Linked DNA regions of Mus musculus: regions 2, 3 and 4 are each linked to region 1. Evidence: chromatin contacts called from public Hi-C and promoter capture Hi-C data. All regions are on one chromosome and are shown on one strand. The core of a region is the stretch at or near the end of the contact, and the rest is flanking DNA. Distances in the headings are between cores, read along the strand shown.

The links. Promoter capture Hi-C pulls out the DNA fragments that hold promoters and counts their contacts. A called contact is a pair of places that touch in the nucleus more often than the background predicts.
Region 2: a contact with region 1 is called in a Hi-C map of CD8 T cells, with 4 times the contacts expected there. The contact joins the enhancer-like site here to the promoter of Kif4 in region 1. A contact is called at or near these places in 1 of 39 promoter capture datasets (cranial neural crest), 2 of 484 Hi-C or Micro-C datasets (CD8 T cells and muscle stem cells), 4 of 115 datasets of contacts at active chromatin or transcription factors (astrocytes, microglia, neural progenitor cells and 1 more) and 2 of 9 other capture datasets (adipose tissue and liver).
Region 3: a contact with region 1 is called in a promoter capture Hi-C map of erythroid cells, with 73 times the contacts expected there. The contact joins the promoter of Nono here to the promoter of Kif4 in region 1. A contact is called at or near these places in 2 of 39 promoter capture datasets (erythroid cells and pre-B cells), 1 of 484 Hi-C or Micro-C datasets (CD8 T cells), 4 of 115 datasets of contacts at active chromatin or transcription factors (astrocytes, extraembryonic endoderm stem cells, microglia and 1 more) and 2 of 9 other capture datasets (adipose tissue and liver).
Region 4: a promoter capture Hi-C map of erythroid cells shows a contact between it and region 1, with 17 times the contacts expected there. The contact joins the promoter of Snx12 here to the promoter of Kif4 in region 1. A contact is called at or near these places in 1 of 39 promoter capture datasets (erythroid cells), 1 of 484 Hi-C or Micro-C datasets (LSK cells), 1 of 115 datasets of contacts at active chromatin or transcription factors (astrocytes) and 1 of 9 other capture datasets (adipose tissue).

What each region holds. Positions count from the first base shown.
Region 1 is chrX:100,624,456-100,628,011 of GRCm38.p6, reverse strand. Kif4 (kinesin family member 4) reads right to left here and starts at 1,947. Exons shown (of 30, transcript NM_008446.2): 1 at 1,424-1,947; 2 at 1,194-1,308. The coding sequence starts at 1,543. Pdzd11 (PDZ domain containing 11) reads left to right here and starts at 2,071. Exons shown (of 7, transcript NM_001356384.1): 1 at 2,071-2,126; 2 at 2,625-2,724; 3 at 3,134-3,217; 4 at 3,423-3,479. The coding sequence starts at 2,638.
Region 2 is chrX:101,331,076-101,334,382 of GRCm38.p6, reverse strand. No RefSeq gene overlaps it. Among named protein-coding and RNA genes, the nearest start is that of Gm31385, 5.4 kb to the left of the region's middle. Within about 2 kb of position 1,697, at least 396 of the 459 cell types and tissues checked have an H3K27ac peak or open chromatin away from gene starts, as enhancers often do. A contact at or near this core is called in CD8 T cells, adipose tissue, liver and 4 more, where this site is marked.
Region 3 is chrX:101,428,308-101,431,747 of GRCm38.p6, reverse strand. It overlaps Nono (non-POU-domain-containing, octamer binding protein), which reads right to left and starts at 2,097. Exons shown (of 12, transcript NM_023144.2): 1 at 1,986-2,097; 2 at 1,196-1,255.
Region 4 is chrX:101,220,685-101,224,095 of GRCm38.p6, reverse strand. Snx12 (sorting nexin 12) reads left to right here and starts at 1,533. Exons shown (of 5, transcript NM_018875.2): 1 at 1,533-1,834. The coding sequence starts at 1,670.

The DNA of each region.
Region 1 (3,556 bases), core at 698-3,197:
TGCAAAAAGGAAAAAAAAGATTAACTTTACAGGAGGAGATCTGGTAGGTTTATATCTTAGTCAGATGATTGAGATTAACAATAACAGGAATAGGGCAAATTAAAACCATATACTGCCTGACAGGAATCAATGAGAATACAGAAGCACGCCTGTGGTGTTTCTGCTAAAAAAACAAACAAACACAAAAAACCGTCTCAAATTTTATCATAACGTTAGATAAAAGCAAAAAGAAAGATACAAGTGCTTTGTAATCTTCAAGTATCAAAACAATGAAGGCTTTAAAAAACACAAAGCCCAAAGGTTCAAGGACTACTTTAGACTTGGGGACTATAAGAAGGGCGCAGCAGCTAATCATACCATGATTTTTGAACTAAATTCTTTGCTATCAAGGGTATTACTGAAACAACTGGCAACACTTGAACAGGGCTGAGGATGAGAAAGTAGTAACAAGACATTGCAACTTCTGTGATTATGATGGCTATGTCATGACGCTTACTGGAAATATATGGTAAAGTATTCAGGGATCATAACATCAACAACTTATTACCAATGATTCTATGAAAAAAATGGCATCTTTATGCTGTTCTTGCAACATTTCTATAACTACTATAACTACAGTGTTTTCAAGTTTTACAATAAAGTCTGGGCCTATAGCTCACTTGGCAAAGTACTTGTCTAGCATACACAAAGCCATGCGTTTGCTTTCCAGCACAGCATAAGCCAAATCAAGGAGGGTGGTTGTACTGGCTAGTTTTGTGTCAACTTGACACAGCTGGAGTTATCACAGAGTAAGGACCTTCAGTTGAGGAAATACCTCCATGAGATCCAACTGTAAGGCATTTTCTCAATTAGTGATCAAGGGGGAAAGGCCCCTTGTGGGTGGGACCATCCCTGGGCTGGTAGTCTTGGGTTCTATAAGAGAACAGGCTGAGCAAGCCAGGGGAAGGAAGCCAGTAAGGAACATCCCTCCATGGCTTCTACATCAGTCTTTGCCTCCCAAGTGCTGAAATGAAAGGTTCTCTGTGAGGTCCCAAGACAACAAAATATGTCTAGGTCAAAGATAAACTGGATGTGTTACTAGGCTGTGGGCTGTTTTTAAAGGCAGAAGTCTGTTTCATCCATTCCTCTTATTTGTAGTGCCTATATGACCCACCCACACACACACAAACGCCCAGTGAATTAGACAGCCTCACCTTTAAACACGCCTTTTATGAGTGGAGCTACTGCTGTATTAAAGACCTCTTCCTGTTCAGTAGAGGGGTCAAACACAAAATCGTAGGTAAATGATTTATCATTACCAACCACCACCTGCAAGAGGCAAGAGACAAGGATGGGGAAGGATTAAAAAAAAAATGCCTGACCACGCCCCTCGCTCCTTTCAGCCTCAGCTGTGGAGGAAGCCACTCCAGACTCGACTACCCACCTGAGGCTCTCCGGGCACAAAGGAAAGGCACGTCTGGCAGCCCTCCTTAATCTCTTTCGAGACGAGGGGGCGACAACGCAGTGCCACTCTTACGGGAATCCCCTTCACCTCTTCTTTCATGGTACCAGCTCAGCAGGTGTCCGTGCTGGGTGAAGCCGGCTCTCCCAGGAGCCCCCGGAGGCTGGCAGGAGTGGAAAGGCCCTTCTCAGGCGGTGGGAGAGCTCGGAACTCGCTGATGCACTCTCCCTCCCAGCGGGATCACGGTGTCCTGTCACTCTTGGCCACCGCCTAAAGGTTTGTCAGTCCCAATACTGCAGGGCGAAGCGGCGTCAGCAATAAGGAAACTCCAGCAGAGACAGCAACCGCGACCCCAAGCCCTAAAGTGCTCCAAAGCGCAGAATCGGAGCTAACGCGGTGCCCGGGTAACTCACCAAACTAAACGTCCCTCTCACCGACCTTCCCTGGCGCCCTGTTCCAACCGGAGCTTTAACCGCCAAGTTTCAAATTGATCCCAGAGGCGCCAGCCAATCGGAGCGCGTACAGCCTGTGAGAAGCAGACGAACTTGAGCACGCACACCGTGACGCGCAAGGAGGCTGGAGCTCTGGCTCGCCCAAAGAGAGCTCCGCCCCGGCAGGGTGGTAGGAGCATCCGCTTCCGGTTCCGACGCCGAATTGGCTGTCGCTGACCGAGGCCTTCTTACCGGTGAGGTGGCCCTGAGTTAAGTGGTCGCGAGCGCGGGATTCGGGCGGGTTGCAGGACCTGGATCTAGAAGGTAGCCCGTGTAGACGGAACCCGTCTGTGGACACCACGTTTACTAAGCACCTCTAGAGATTGTGTCTGGCCCCAATCCCTATGGGATAGTTAAGAGTTGGCACTCCCTTGCTGTTTTAAAGTAGATCTTTGTAGATGTGTAGATTCTCTTTTCCTAGGTTGGAAGTGGTGACACCTATTGTTTTTTGTAGAATTGTGAGAAATGCAAACATGCCATTAGAGTGCTTAAAAAATTAATTTTTTTGTCTTTTGTTTTTGTTATTTTGTTTTGTAGCCTGCCTCTCCTCCCTACCCCCCCTCCCCAATCTTAACACCTACTTGTGGGCTAGTCCCATAAAGGAATGGCCCTCGGCTGGAAGGCTTTCTGGAACTTAGAGTGCTTGGTCCTTTTTAAAATCATTTTCGTTTCCTTTGATTCGTCCTTTTCAGGGCTTTGCCTGAAATGGACAACCGGATTCCCTATGATGACTACCCTGTGGTTTTCCTGCCGGCCTATGAAAACCCTCCAGCGTGGATTCCTCCTCATGAGGTGGGCGCCATCTGCATTCCTGAATAATCATGAGATCTATGAAAGAAAAAGTAGCAGGGCTAGGAAACTCAGTGGAGAGTGGATCTTAGGTGAATTCTGAGCAACAGTGACCCACTGGTGACTTCTTGCAGAATCACCATGCCAGAACCCTTCACACTGGTGAATTCTGAAAATTCAGAGCCTTAATTTCCATCCTGTCAATAAGAAAGGACTAGGGATCTATAGGGCCACTAACATGTCCCGAGACTAAACAGCCACTCCTCTGGACTGTTTTATCTGTGCTTTGTAAACTGAGTCAATGGCTTTACCAATTCCTGACATATATCTGGTTTATTGGTATTCTAAAAGAAGGTAGATGTAACACATCTAAGACTGGGAATAAGATTTCGGGGATTGCTGTATCTTGCAGAGAGTGTACCACCCAGACTACAACAATGAGTTGACCCAGTTTCTGCCCCGAATTGTTACACTGAAGAAGCCTCCTGGTGCTCAGGTAAACTTATAGGGGCTCTTATTCCAGTAACGTTTGGTCCATGCCAGAAATTGGCCATGGTTGGGGTGTGGATGTGGATTGGGAGGTAGGTGACCAGAAAAGCAGAGGTGGCACTTCTACAGCATCTCCTTTTCTTCTGAGTACATAGATGTCCCTGTTCTTATGTCTCTGCTGAGTCTGCATCCTGTGTCCTTTTGTCTTTCAGTTGGGATTTAACATCCGAGGAGGAAAGGCCTCGCAGCTAGGCATCTTCATCTCCAAGGTCTGTGTGAATGTGTGTGTATGATAGGCTGTATGGCTAGCTACTTTGTTATCATATTAAAGTGCACTGGTGGCCCA
Region 2 (3,307 bases), core at 448-2,947, 710 kb before region 1:
CAATCTGCCTAGAAACATCTAAGACTGACAAGTACCACAATCATTATACTTACTGTGATTACCGCCCCTCCCCACTAGCGCTACTCCCAGATATGTGGACAGTATAAAACATTGTGACTGCCTGTTTTTCACACTTGCCTGCTCCCCATTCTCTTATCCATCATGTGTTAACCTTCTACATCTTCAGTGTCACTCAGCCCTGGTTGTCTTTGACCATCAGAGCAGGTACCGTGGGTAAATTAACAAAGGCAAGGCAGTGAGTGGAGAAACGCTTTATAATAAAGAGGAGAAACTGGAAGCAGTTGATAGCATTAGGCAAGGGTACACGTCTCCTAGTAGAATATTCCAGTTGCCAGGGGGATTATACCACAGCCCAGCATCCCGGCAGAGGATCACACAGCCTATCAGCGCAATGGGAAAAGTCTAAATTTCCACCATTCGTGTGCTGATTCTTGAAATGGTCAAAATCGGAAACAAAAGCCAAGGAGGATTTGTGTCTGCACTGACCCTTTACCCCAGCATGGGCAAAACACATGTTGCCTCTTTCCTGTTCCTTGGCTATTCCATGCAGAAGGTAGAGGGTCGAGCCTGGACAATGCAAATGAACGGTGGGTGGGATTCAGCCAGGGGACCTCTACAGGGAGAACTAGAGATGGAAGATAAAAACTCAGCCCCCTCCTAACCACCACACCTCAGTGTATGTGGTTCGGAAATCTCCATTCTTTGATGCAATACTCAGGCTTATGGGTGTTTACTGCACACAGAGCCTATGAAACCCTAGGCTACACTGCTACTTTCAGGCAGCTTTACCTGTGGGATAAGAAACTTGGCGGAGAAGTGATGTCTGAGCATGAAGAAGCAAAACGAGACTACAGGAAGCAGCCTAAAGGAGACAAGTGTAGCCAGCTCCCTTTACACAGCTTCTGGCTTCATTTAACCCAGTCGGGGAAAACATGCTGTAAGGGCACGCAGGAGCATGGATGACATAGGGCCCCTGGCTCAGGTAGACATCCATCCTTTCATCTGAATCCAGCAGCTTCTTCGCTCTGCCTGGGCTCTCTGTTTTCTCCATTATCTACCGAAGGCTGGATTCCTCTTTAGGATTACAATCTTTGTTAAGGTTGTCCTATATGATTGACACGTATGTCCCCAGAGACCTACAGAATGATCCGAAAGCCTCCACCTAACTCCACCTTTCCAGGCTCCTCCCTCAGAGTGGCTGGCAGCTGGAGCAAAGGCAGCCCCCTGTGATCTGGGGCTGAAGTGGAAGCCGAGGCAGTCCCCCTCCCAATCATTTTTCCTTCCCCGGCCTCCAACAAGTAAGACAGAAACCTCAAAGGACAGTGAGGGGTTAAGCTCCTTATATGGAAATGAGACTCCTTCCTGTGCGGAAATAAGTGTTTTAGCTTCAAGTACACACACACACACACACACACATAGGCACACACACACACATAGGCACACACACACACACACACACATACAGGCACACGCACACACACACGCACGCGCGCACGCTGGCGGCGGCGGCGGGGGGCGGGGCGGAGAAGGGGGGCGCGCGGGCGCGCGCGCGCCTTCAGATAAAATTCCCGAAGCTCCTTCTCTTTGGCGGGGGCGGAGGGTGGCGGGCAGCAGGGGCGGGGCCGGGAAAGGCCACTTTGCGCAGCGCAGACAGAGGGATGAGTCATCAAAAAGACTCGGGGAAAGGAAGCGGAACTAGTCATCAGAGCCGGGAAAAGAGGTAGCCAGTCATTAGACAGGGATGGTGTCAATCATACTTTCTCCACCAATGATCTGAGAGTCTCTCAGGCCTCGCAGACCGGAAAAGGGGTCTTGGGAGGCGGTCTAAAGCTGCTGAGATCCGAAAAGCTTGGGCGCTGGCGGCGGCCAAGGCTACGGACGCGCGCAGGGCCCCCTGGCAGGAAGATGGCGTTTGCCGTCAAGGTCACATGGCCACTTTTGAGCACTAAAACGAAAGACTAGCTAAGAAAGAGTAGGGACGGCCATCATGGGGCCGGATTTTCAGAAAGCTGTCAGGATTCCAAGTTGTTTTTTTTCCAGTTCGCAAGCACATTTGTCTTAGTTATCAGCCATATTCTAAACACATCGTACAGCTCTGGGAAAGGGCGGGGTCTTCCCTGGGCTTTTTTCCCCCTCTGCAAGCCTGAAAAGGGGTGGACGAAGCCTGGGCTAGAGTGGTTGGAGGAACTACAGGAGGGCAGCACTTGACAAAATAAAAGCACCCACCCGGGTCTTGACAGGCTTGGGAGACCAGGAAGGGAGGCCGATTCTGCCCACCACCTTTTTTTTTTTGGTTTTTCGAGACAATGTTTCTCCGTGTAGCCCTGGCTGTCCTGGAACTCACTCTGTAGACCAGGCTGGCCTCGAACTCAGAAATTCTCCTGCCTCTGCCTCCCAAGTGCTGGGATCAAAGGCGTGCGCCACCACACCCTGCTCACTGCCCACCACTCTTAATCCCTAAAGGTCCATGCCAGGCTTAGCTCCAGGTAGTGAGTGAGGTCCAATGCCTGAGCCCTCTCTAGTTTGGAAAAGTTGATTTGATTAAGTTCCTTGAATAGGTTCAATGTAAATTCAGGATCAGAAATCTTAAAACTTTACAATTTACAAGATAAAATATGTCAATCTGTGTAAAATGTGTTGTTGTTTATGAGGTGACCCACAAACATTACTTGGGAAGTTTTCTTGTTCCCTTGCCAAGCTTGGTAGCCCATACCTTTAATCTCGGCACTCAGGAAGCTGAGGCAGGAGGATCTTGGTGAGTTTGAGGCTAGTCTGGTCCACATATTTCCAGGAAACCCTGGGCAATATGGAGATACCCTATCTCAAAAGGGAAGGGGGGGTCTTTTTGAGCTGCGCCTGCGTACGCCTTTAATCCCAGTACTGAGGGGTGGGGGCAGAAGCAGGTGGATCTCTTGAGTTCCAAGCCAGCATGGTCTACAGAGGGTTCTAGGACAGCTAGGGCTACACAGAGAAAGCCTGTCTTGAAAAACCAAAAGAAACATTTTTTGAGACATGGTTTTCTTTATTGCACAGCTCTCAATGTCCTGGAATTCACTTTGTAAACCAGGTTGGCCTCTCACAGAGAGCAGCCTGTCTCAGCCTCCTGAGTGATGGGATTTAAGGTATGTGCCACCACACCAGGCTTGAAAAGTATCTTAACTGAAAGATAAAAAGGGACTTGTCCACATCTTGGCGAGTATGGTTAAAGGGCCTTTACTCATGGACCCCCGTTTTGTGGGAACCAGGGAAGAGTTGGAGCCTATGCAAATAAAAAAGCAGCTTTCTA
Region 3 (3,440 bases), core at 848-3,347, 800 kb before region 1:
ACCCTGTCTCGGGAGGAAAAAAAAAAAAGAAAAAAGAAAAGAAAGAAAAAGAAACAGGACTGTTAAACAGAATGTCATCATCAGATTCTCCCTAACTTGTCAATATAGAAAAAGTATAAACACCCAACAATTGAATCTTTCTCTTTCTTTCTTTTTTCCTTCCTTTCGACCCAATCTCGCAGCATAGCCTTAGCTGTCCTGGAACTCTGTACTCCAGGTTGGCCTTTAACTCTCAGAGGTCCATCTGCCTCTGCCACCATGTCTGACCATGGAGAACTTGTTTTCTTTCTTTCTTCCCCCCCCCCCCCACACACAGGGTTTCTCTCTTTCTCTGTGTAGCCTTGGTTGTCCTGGAACTCAGAAATCCACCTGCCTCTGCCTCCTGAGTGCATGGATAACGTGTAACAACCAAATTTATTTTATTTGTTTTTGAATAAAAATCCCCATGGTGACAGATTTCAAAATCTTTCCCTTCCATGTAGTCTTCTCCATAAGTTTCCATTTACCAAGGAAGGTTAGCACTGCCCAAAGAATCTAAATTACCACTGTATACACAGCAAGTACCAAGCATGAAAGAAATGTTCCTATGTTAAATGCAATAATATAATTTTGCAGAAATAAACTTACCAAACCCTAACTACAGAGATCAGCAGTTAGGATTTCTGTCTCCTATCACGTCCTAAGATTAACCACAATGAAAGAGACTATAGCTACTGTGTGTGATATACCTGCAGACATGTTCAGGACCATATTAATCACAGGTATCTGAAATCTAAATCAAGGTCCTCTCAATTTTAGAAGAGTCAAATTACTAAATGAAAAACTGCTAGAGAAATCCAGTGTGAACTTGCTAGGCTGATATGGTTGCCTGGTGGGCGACTGTTAAAGCTGTAGAATACAATCACGGTAAAGGCGGCTGAGTTTCTTAGGACTTTTTATTTAAAAAACAATGAAGTGGACAAACATAAATTTAAGCACTAACCCCTATTAGAACAGCCATAATTAGGGGTTATAAAAACAAAACAACAACAAAAAAAAAAACCCACACCACTCAGTCACATTTTAGTTTCAGATTCTAAAAACGGTTTAGCTTAAATAACATGAAAAGTGCCCCCCAAATTAATTTCTCATCTGTAAAATCTGTATTAGTTAAGCATCCTGCACTTTACCTGATGACCCTACCTCCTGCACCTACCTTGACTTGGATTTGAACACAGCAAAGTGTCTGCCTCGCAGTCCTCACTAACCTCGACTGCTGTTAAAAACACAAAGAAAGGTGTCAGCTTACAGTAAGACGTCCGCAAAGTGAAAAATACTCGAAAGTAATGCCACAGAAAGCAACATTTTTTTTTAATTTAGAAAAGCGATGCCTACAAATGCCTAGGAAAAGCTTAAGGAGCAAGGGGTTCGGAAAAAAGGCGCGCGCGCGCGCGCGTGCAAGGGTGGGGTGGAGGGTGTTTCATGAACTTAGCACCAAAAGCCAAGGGGTCTGAACTAGCAAACTTCCCACTTTCGTTTCAAATAACAAAACAACAACAACAAAAAATCCATAGCTCCAGGGGCCCCACAGGCCCTCTAGGAATTAATGGCCTTGAAAGGCTAGGGAGGAGCATCCGACAAAGCAAAGCGCCTCCTCCTCTAACCTCGACTTCAGGGCCTTAGTATAATAGACCCCACACCCTGTGGCCCAGGGCGTTCAAGAAGCCAACAACTTAGGGCCACTAAAATTGGGGGTGAGCAGCACAAAGAGTCTGGGCAAGGAAGCAAGAAAAGCATTGGCTAATGCCCGCGGCGGGGAGCAGGGAGCGCTCTGGCCCCCATGGGTGGGCTGCGAAGGCCTTGTGCGGAGGGGGAAAGGCCTCCCGGGCCTTCGGAACCCATAGCCCGTGTGCAAACTCGGCCTCGCCCCAACCCCTCCCTTTCCAGAGTGTCGCAGGAAGCCCCACCGCATCCCTAAGCAACCAAAGAGCCATCCCCAAACTCACCCTCTGGCCACAGTTCTTTGCTCGGAGTATGGGCGACGCTGCACGGCCTCCACCGTCCCGAGAAAAGAGCGCGCGACCGCCGGAAACGAGCCGACGGAGCTCGGTACCTCCCGAGGGGGGGGGGGGTCAATTTTGGATTCCCGATTGGCTATGTGAACTGCCAGTCAAAGTTTATCTCCCGAGAAAGTCTCATTAGTCCGCCATTTCTTAACGTTTATTGGCTACCGACTGTCAAAGCCTTGGGTTCGTGTGAACGACAGATGGGGACAAAGAGCGAGGCTTCGTAGCTTATGCGCATGCACTAGAGGCGCCGAGCACAAGACGGAAAAGGAAGGGGGAGGGGGAGCCAGCAGTGGAAGGTAGGGGGTCGGAAGGAGAGGCTCACCCGGCCCTACGGAAGGACTGAAAACCTAGCGGTGGGAGGAGGAGAGAAGAGAACTTGTGCGAGAGGAAGATCGGAGCGAAAAGGGGGGAAAATGTGCACGTAGGCGTGTGCTGAGAATTTATGCACTGCGCCTGTGCAAAATTAAGACTAACAATGTCATTGTATTCTATGTGGTAGAGCTAGCCGTTTGCTACTGAAAAAAAAAAATGTGCCCCGCCATGTTTCTTTTTTTCCACACTTCCTCAAAGCGTCTACCCTGACACCCTATACAGTTTTAGTTTCCTTTCTCAGTGCTGGGTATGTTTGGGAAGTGTAACTGAAATGGACATGATTGTAGAAACAGGCAGGAGGGCAAACGATTTTGACACTTTAAGCTCAGTGATTACCCAGAACTGTGACTAGCACCATTTCCATAGTAACCAGAGAACCCGATAGGCCAAACAGACTAAGGTTCCCATCGCAGAGAGACTCAACAGGTTGGTCGGCGGTGCCTGAACCAGTATGTTGGAGGTCTTCACATCAGACCTACTCTTTATCCCATAGGAGGCCTATCAGGTAATAATAACCTTCGTTATTCCATAATGCCTAGCTCTCCCAGGCGGTTAACCAAGGATTACAAGGTTCAATAGATAGGCACCAGTAGTTAATCCTCAGTAATTAATTCATACTCCTGATGGCAGATTATCTCAATAGGCATTACCTATACCTTGTATGGGGATACAATGATATGGAACTGTGCTGTCTAATAAGCCTCTTACAATGTTGGGAAGGTTCTGTGGCACCATTCAATACAGTAGTAGAGACTAGCTATATTCTACCCAATCCACCCCGTTTGCGTGTGCGTGTGCATCAACATATGGCTACAACTTACTATAGTGGGTATATTTATCCCAATGGTTCCCAAATTCTTTGAGATAAGATAGCACATTATTATGAAAAAAGAAAATGGGGGGGATCAAGATCAGATAATGCCCTTCAGTATGAAGTTTCAGCCCTACTACTGATCTCCTATATCCACTATCCAATTATGACAGCTGTTTACTACGTATGACTGTCACAATCAAACAGAA
Region 4 (3,411 bases), core at 284-2,783, 600 kb before region 1:
TAAAATTGCCACCTGTTTACCCCTTAATACGGGACATGCAGAGCTGGAGAGATGGCTCAGTGCTTAGGAGCACTGGCTGTCTTGCAGAAGACCCAGCTTCAAGTCCCAGCACCCAAAGTGGTTCACACAACCATCTGTAACTCCAGTTCCAGAGGATCTGACATCCTCTTTTGGCCTCCTAAGGCACTTCATGCACTTGGTGCATGGACACACCCGCAGGCAAAATATGCAGACACATCAAAAATACTTATTTAAAAGTTAAAATGATAATAAATAATTTACAAAATGAAGGGATATATATAAATTAGTTTTAAAAAATGTATGTTTAGCCGGGCGTGGTGACGCACACCTTTAATCCCAGCACTCGGGAGGCAGAGGCAGGTGGATTTCTGAGTTCAAGGCCAACCTGGTCTACAGAGTGAGTTCCAGGACAGCCAGGGCTACACAGAGAAACCCTGTCTTGAACTCCCCCCCCCCAAAATGTATGTTTAAGGACTACAGATATAGCTGATTTTGTAGAGCCTGGATTTGATCCATAGCACTGCACAAAACAGCATTTGGGAGAGACAGGCCGAAGGGTCCGATTTCAAGGTCATTCTCTGCTATAAAGCAAGTTTGAAAGCAGCCTGGGGTTCATGAGACAGTGTCTCAAAACTACATAAGAACCACAAAAATTCCTAGCTGGCCATGGTGACACTGAAACCCAGAGGGCTTGGCAGGAGCACTGCCACAAGTTCAAGGGAAGCCTGGACAGTTAGGATAAATGTAAGACTTTGTCTTAGTATGTACATAACATGTGCAAATACATTTTACACGTATGTAAATATGTTCTTCTGTAGATGTTCTCATGCAGACACATACTTTCATGAGAGGTTGCAAACAAGCTCACAGCATAGCCAAGTGCGGGTTCTGCAGCATATAGACAGAAGTTATGAAGTAAAGATCCTGAAATTTGTTAAGAAATGAATATGCCTGGAATTAGTTGTTATGTAGCAACATGTGGGGCATGAAGATACACCCACTATTCCTGAAAAGTGAGAACATGAAATCTTTATTGTTTACGCAATTCGTGTTTACTGATTCCCGGGCACCACAATGTATTGCTTACACTTGCGTGTAGCTTGAATTGAAACTATCAGTGGCACAAGTAGTAAGCCTGCAGTCTACGTTTTTTCTATTATTGTTGGAACCCCACCTTCCAGAAACCATTCTATTTTCAGGGAAAATCCGGACTTAAGGACCTGGGGTTTCGGCCTATCACCTTAGGATAATAGCTTGTGGGGCAGTGCCCACTGCTTGATTGATGCACGGGGTGAGCCAATTTCTTGGGTTGAGGGACACAGATTGGAGGAGCATGCGTGTGGTGCTTCTCAAACTACTGGGGCAGTGAGTATTGGAGATGCAGGTTCCGGGGCTGCTACCAGTACCACCCGGAAGTCTGAATGACGCTTGCATTATAGAGTACCAGCCCTAGTCTGCATGGCAACTATTCAGAGTGAAGGGCCCGAGGCTCGGGCGGTGTGTGCGTGCGCGCATGCGTGCGCGCGTGCGCGCCGCCGTCGTCTGGGGGTTGGCTGGTTATTTTGCAAGCGGGAGGGGCTGTGCGCGCTCTTGCCTCAGGCCTCTGTCCCCCACCCCCTTCGCCGGTACCGGGCTCTTCTTCGGAAAGATGTCGGACACCGCAGTGGCTGACACTAGGCGCCTTAACTCGAAGCCCCAAGACCTGACCGACGCTTACGGGCCGCCCAGTAACTTCCTGGAGATAGACATCTTTAATCCACAGACGGTGGGCGTGGGCCGCGCGCGCTTCACCACCTATGAGGTTCGCATGCGGGTGAGTCACGGGGTGAGGGAGACAGCTGAGGGAGGACGGAGCAGGAGGGGAGGGGGCATGGGGACGACTAACGGCGGGCCGCCTTGGAGGGGTCATGTGAGGGTTAGGGCTTGGAAGGTTTGGAGAGGAGGCTGCAGACTCAGCTGTGGCCCGAGGGTACAGAAAAGTCCAGAGGGGACTTGGGGCGGGGATGAAGGAAAACAAGTACTTACAAGGAAGAAGTGAGGCATGGCTGGACAGGGTGTGGACGATGGACAAAGATTAGTGAGGAATCCAAGTAGACTAGAACATGATTGACAGGACGGGAGGGGAGGATGGAAGAAGGCTGGGGGATGGAAAGCCAAGGCGATGTATCGCTGGGTTCTATAACTAAACTAGGTTATGGGAAGCCATTCTAAAGGGGGGAGGGCAGGAGGGCTCAGCTTCTTCCTAATAAGATCTCTCTGGGATGATGGAGTTAAGCAAAACCTTTAGTTCAAGGCAAGAGTGAGTGAAGGAAAGGGAGACAGTGGGCTTATGGGAGCAGTAGAAAAGCAATTTGCAGACAGAATGCTTTGCTGACTTGTGTAAGATTGACATCTGCAAGAGAGAACTGTTTTATGCTTAAGTTTCTTAGGTACCACAATGTCATGTCTCACGTGAAACCCGGCCCTGCACCGGGATTGGGGATTGTCAGCTGCTGCTCCCATCCTCTGCTAAGCCTTTAGATGTGAAGTATCCACAATGGTGACTTCAGGTTTTATTGGCGTTCACTTAGGGTTTATGGGAAAGGCAGCATTTGCCTTGTCTTCCCCTAATCTGTAGTTACTTTAATACATGACATTTCAGAAGGGCTCCAGGAATGGCTTCTTCTAGTCTGCACCCCAGGGGACTTTATTCTCTTACTCCACAGTGCTTAGTCCACAGTGCAAGATATAGTACATGGTTCACAGGTATTTTTTTTTTTTTTGCCCAGTTGAAATGGTACAGATTAAAAAAATTTAAGAACCATTTTTTCTTTTTTACTTGTGTTTTCTTCTCAGGTTAGAGATGCAGGATATTCTTTTCGAACAGTATCTCTTTTGAATAGCTTTGAAGATCTATGAGTCATATGAAGTTCTCATTTTTTTAAAAAGATGAATTGAATTAAGAATGTTTGTTCTACCTGTGCCTGACAATCTTATGGAGCAATGGCACCCTCTCAATTGAGAGGGGGCAGAAAGCCATCACAGCATGAAGCACAACTGTTTTTATGGAGGCTAGACTATTTGAAATGTTCTCTTTGGAGAAGGATGGGATTTATCTTCTTCAAACTGATAGAAGAGAGGTGATCATGGAGGAAGGCTTGACTACTCAAGGGACCCTAAGTCTAACTTGTTCAGTGTAAAGAGTGCCTTTAGGGTCTGTTCACCTTGTCTAGGTGCATAAGAACCTTAGGGATTAGTAAGGAAATAGTTCTCTAGGAATTCTGATAACAGAGACCATCCAACTAGTCCCTACTATGGGCCAAGCCCAAACTAGGTTTTAGTTTCTTTAAAAAAAATTTTTTTTTGATACCAAGTTTCTCTGTGTAGCCCTGGCTGTCCTGGAACTTGCTT